2 separate regions of the Gossypium arboreum genome follow, and region 2 is linked to region 1. The links are chromatin contacts, called in public Hi-C maps. All regions are on one chromosome and are shown on one strand. Each heading gives the region's core, a stretch centred on a gene start, on an enhancer-like site or on the middle of the called end of the contact. The rest is flanking DNA. Distances are from core to core; before and after follow the strand shown.

Evidence for each region. A called contact is a pair of places that touch in the nucleus more often than the background predicts.
Region 2: a Hi-C map of leaf shows a contact between it and region 1, with 2.0 times the contacts expected there. The contact joins two enhancer-like sites. A contact is called at or near these places in 2 of 5 Hi-C or Micro-C datasets (both in leaf).

Annotation. Positions count from the first base shown.
Region 1 is chr9:668,901-671,687 of ASM2569848v2, reverse strand. It overlaps LOC108457048 (protein CHROMATIN REMODELING 24), which reads right to left. Exons shown (of 23, transcript XM_053018945.1): 21 at 2,710-2,787; 22 at 1,635-1,727. Among protein-coding and RNA genes, the nearest start is that of LOC108457048, 14 kb to the right of the region's middle. Within about 2 kb of position 1,452, at least 2 of the 2 cell types and tissues checked have an H3K27ac peak or open chromatin away from gene starts, as enhancers often do. A contact at or near this core is called in leaf, where this site is marked.
Region 2 is chr9:766,898-769,597 of ASM2569848v2, reverse strand. It overlaps the pseudogene LOC108454174. Among protein-coding and RNA genes, the nearest start is that of LOC108454722, 47 kb to the right of the region's middle. Within about 2 kb of position 1,412, at least 2 of the 2 cell types and tissues checked have an H3K27ac peak or open chromatin away from gene starts, as enhancers often do. A contact at or near this core is called in leaf, where this site is marked.

The sequences.
Region 1 (2,787 bases), core at 203-2,702:
TGATAAATCAACACAAGTCAAAGAAAAACTGCATTTTCTTACTCCCTCTATCTGTAAAAAGATTTTGCTTGCTGTTGTTTCTAAAAACTGCATGTTGGAATTTCTTCTATTTAAATAGAAAAAATAAAAATTTCTAACTTTATACCCAGATTTCTAACATTTCAAGTCAAAGAAAATGCTACAAAGAAAATGGATCTTTATACCCAGATTTGTTTCTAACTTTCTTCAAGCAAAAACAACCCATGAATGCAATTAATCTTTTTCCAAGAAGAAGGTTAATATAGACCAGACATGGTGCATTGGCTAGTGAGAGAGATTAGATCGAGTCGATGGACGATAAACTTGTCGTTGAGGACAGAAGATTTAGCTTCGATTTCGACGAGACCGATGGTTATGGTGGGAACCTCGGTGATCTTGATGCAACGGAGGGCGTTGACCATGGAGGCATCGGTATCGTGGAAGTAGTTATCGTCTTTAAGTTCCAAAATTTTGACTTTTGAGAATCGCTGGTACAAAGCTACTTCAATTTTCTCCTCTTCTTCACCATTTCTTCTCTTATTCTTCTCTTTCTATTGCCCAAGGCTTTAAATGGGATTGTTTAAATGACAACTAGACCCACCATTAAATACCACGTCCCTTTTCGTTAAGTCGAAGAATAATTAAAAGATTAATTTATTATTTTTAAAAGTTGAATAATTAAATTAAAACTTAAATGACTATTTTTCTACCACTATAAAGTTAAATAACTGTTAGTATAATTTACTTATAAATTTATCATTATATTTAAATAAATTAATAATTTAAGTTACAAGTATTATTTTAATTAATTGTTTTTAAAATTATACTTAAATTCAAATCACTTCAAATTACTTCAAAATTCAAGATCAAGTTTGGTCAATTTTAAATTTAGGTTAGGCAAGTTTAAATTATTGATTTTAATGGCCAAATCTAAATTCAAATTAATTGAATATAATTTGGAAGAATAAATAATTGGGTAGCATTACAAAACAAGCATAAATAGAGGAGGTAAAACAATTTATGCAATATTGTAACCAAAATGGAGCCAAAGTGATACATAATAGCATTAAGTAAAAACAATTTTTATTTATAGTTAAGAAATATAAATACATGCTCCAACAATTATAAAATCAAATCAAATCATAATGAAACAAAAATAAATTAAAAATTGAACTAAAATTAACCAACCAAATTAAAATCTGTACATGATAACACAATAAAACAACTAACCATACGCATGCTAAAACACAATCCTTAGTACTCAAACTCAAATCCTCAATTTCAATCTCTCATTGAGTAAAAGCAAAATTAAAATAAGACATATCAACATGTAATTTTGAAATCCTAGATTTCTTGTGTACAAAAGAGCTGTGTTTAGAACAGTTACCACCCACAAAATTATGCATTTCCACCACAAAATCTAGAGGGACCATCAAACACTTGTTCGAAAATTCGAGTCCAATTGCTAGGTAGTTTTCTATTGTGTCAGGTGGGACAAGCCTAGATTCAGGTGAGCAAAATACAGATATAACCAAAGACCTTATCTATACATTTAACACTTTCTGGAGTTGTCCAGTTATATCATCTACACCTACTTCAGTTTCTTTTTGAGTTACCTCTGCTGTCTTCATCTTTTGGAGCTCTGCATTCAGTTCAGCAATCTGCTTTTCTATCTTGGCTCCCTTATCAGGCAACCTCGAAATCGTAATCTGGCACAACAAATTCAGAAGATTATAACACAAGATTTAGAAGAGTTATGCAAAAACAGATTTCCTGGTGTACCCAAGGTGGTATCTTCAAAAATTGAGTATGAAACAACAAGAGTACCATGGAGACCCCCATACTAGGAGTCTTATTACATTTTGCCCTTTTTACTCAAAAATAGGCAAATTAGTTTCTATATGTTAAATCAAAGAGCAAAATGGTCCTTTTTGTTAACAATTTCATCCATTTCTACTGTTAAAAACAAATGTCGCTAACAAAATAATCAAACAATTACAACTTATGCTAACATACAATGACCAATTTTTAATAGTAAAAATATTTGCTCTTAAATCTAACGAACAATAATTAATTTAACTATATTTTGTGTAAAAGAGGCAAAATATAATCTGGCTCTTAATACAAGAGCCTCCATGATACTTCTACAAAATGAAACTGTAGGCTAATGAAAAGAACCATATAATTTCATTGCTTGCATACACTTAATAGTCGAACACAGGCAAGACTACACAAACAAGATGAATGAAATGCAAGAAAACATGCTATATTTGGAAAATTGAATTTCAAAGAGTGAATTTGAATACAGTTTGTTGTATAAATTGTGAGGAAAAAATTGAATTAAGATTCAATATATACCCTATAGTTGAAAGAGTATAAAAAGACAATCATGCATATTTAGACTGGCTTTATCATACATTTTATACTAATTTTGAAATCCATATCCTTTCTTTCAATAGTAGGATCAGAATATAATTTTACAAACAAGCCCAACCAGAGAAAATAAGGTTAAAAATTAAATAAAGTAAAATGCAGCCACCAGCCTGATCTTGAGGGAAGATAACTCAGCCATACAAAAAACTTCGGTTACGTAATTTAGTTTACCATTATTTAACCATTTCAAGAAAGAAATGCACACAAGATTTGCCATGCACAACACTGTCAAGAAAGAAATTTGATTCAAAACCGTACCTTATTAGCATATATTTGGGACAGACGGTTAATTCTTTGTTTAATTTCACTCTCAGTTAATTTAGCTACTTCGATAGG
Region 2 (2,700 bases), core at 163-2,662, 98 kb before region 1:
TGATTTGGAATCTAATGTCTCTATGTGATCTCATGTTAGCTTGTGTTTGGCTGTTGAACCTTATTATAAACATGGACCAGAATAATTAATTAAATAGTTCATTGTTATTTTGTGACTTACATTTCCTGAGACTGTTACAATGGTGGTTTCTGATATTCCTTGGTTTTCTATTTTACATATCAACATTGGCAGATGCTCTTCAGGGGATTTCCAAATGAATGTGATGCTCTGAAATCTCTCAAGAACGGTGCATTGGAAACAGGTTCTTCAGCAAGATGGGCTGCTGAGTGGGAAGAACATGCTAAGCTGTTAATATCAGAGGTTATTTAACTCATCCTTAAGCTTTTTTTTTTTATGTTCCATTTCCCTTCAAATTTTACTTCCTCTTATCTGATGTTTCTCAACAAATTATGTCTTATTCATTTCTCTCCTTTTCCTACCATACAGGGTGTATTACCCCTTTCAGCATGCTTTTTAATGAAAGATTTCCTTTAATTTTCCCATTTTTAATTGAATAAATGGACTTCAATTTGCAGGTCATATCCAGAAACTTGAAATAACCTTAACTTCAGCCATCTTGTATCAAAGCTAGCCATTCCAGCCAACTTCCTCTGCCAGATATGTTAGTTTTTAGTCGAAGTGTTTGCTTCATGGGACATATGCTTACTCCAATTTTCCCAGGGAATATCACAATCCTTTGGTTAGAACTCTTTAGATTATAGTCCTTTTAGTTCCAAAATGACAGTAAGTTTTTATTTGTGGCAGCATACATATGATCGCATGGTTTGGATTTCTCATGTTTATAGAGTGTTTGAATGCTTCGACCCCTGAAATGTATTATTATTAAATTGATATAAATACATGGCTGCTAGTGATTTGTTACCAGCTGATCATGGTGGAAAAAATCACCCATGGCTCCATTTTAACGATCATTCAGATTACGTTAATGCATAACTGTTTGTGAAAACATATGTGTATACATGCCTGCATACGTGTATGCATGCATACATATCCACAAATAGATGTGGATATGAATATATATGTACATATCCTTGTCGAAGGTCGAAGTCTATTTTGTTTTGCTCAGGAAGATTTTGATATTTATTTGTTCCATTTTACAAAAATTGTCTATTTTGTTTGAGTCTTCAGCTATTTTGTTGCTAAGTTCTATACTAGTGTGTTGCCATGCTCTTTTTTGATCAAATTTTCTATGGGAACGACTGGATGGTGTCATTATATACATGTTTTTTTTTAATGGTGAAGAGGCAAGCATCTAACGTCTTAATGAATCAAAAACATTACAGTATAAATCATTTGGGACAAATTGCAATTCACAGGCTACTACAACAATAGCTGCAGGGGGTTCCTTGAAGATCCTCAGCTGGCGAGTGTCTCTGCCTGGTTGCTGATCTCCATACTGGTGCAGCCTTTACTCTATTCAAACAAATATGTCTAGTCCAAGCAAGAGTGTGCTAAGATCGATTCCATGCTCGCATGTTCAGCTCCAAAGACCCATTCATTTCTGTTATTTTTTCCAAATGTTCCAATAGAACATTCCAAATATAATGCACCATTGGTAACACAATCACAAAAGAGAGAGGAGCATATCAATTAAGGAAGATGTGAAAATTTTGTTATGCATACCTTGTGGAATCAATAGTTTCCAAGTATCTGGAATGGGCCAACAGTCATCTTGAAAGTTTGACAGCTGTCTCACCTTCATGTACACCAGTTCGGTGTGAACCATTGTTGAAGTACTTCCCAAAGCCGTTACCCATTAGTATCATCTCTTAGTGACCAAGCGAGACTTTGCCTTATATCACTCCAAACACGCATTCAAGCAAAAAACAGAGCAGTTAGCCCTATCAATCGATATAAGACAAGTATCAATCACGCAGTATTTTTTGCCCAAGAACCTAAGCCCAAAAATATTCCGTATTTGTCACAAGGCTCACTCCAAACTTGTAGATGAAGGAGATGTTTTGCTTTAGCATTCTCCTCAATCCTAAAACCACTAGTTTTAACATGTTGGCATACTTCCTCTCATTTGACAAGAGAGATTTTTCTTAAATCCTTCCTAAAGTCCAAATAAACCTTCTCATGAATAGTCTTACATATACTAAGGGGTAACAACATGGTTTGCATCATTTAAATTAGAATGGCATATAGAATTACCTGCATTAAAAAAAGACGTTCATCCTATCTAGATTTGTTCGTGGACCGTGTCGGGCCTATACTTAGTATTTATATTAATCTCCATTGTTCAGGCTCGGCTCAAAAAATAGACTTAATTTTCATCTAAGCCTGGCTCAAATAGAAATCTAAAAGTTTGGGTTTAACTCGTCTCGCTCATATTAGTTTTTTAATATTTTTTTGTGTAGAAAAAAATTTTAAAAAATCATTAAATACACAAAAAATCACTAAAATAAATGTTTCCCAATGCATTGAGAATACATTAAAATAAAGTCACAAGTAACATTAACAAAATAACAAAATAATAGCAACAATAGCAATAAAATAAAATAAAATAAAGTGGCATCTAATTAGCACTAAAATAGTAATAGAAATAAACAAATTAACACTAAAATAGTAGCACCAAATCAACATTAGATCAACACTAGCAAATCAACACTAGAATAGTAGTACAACATCAACAAAACAATAGCAACACAATAGCAGAACAGCAAGACTAAAACAGTA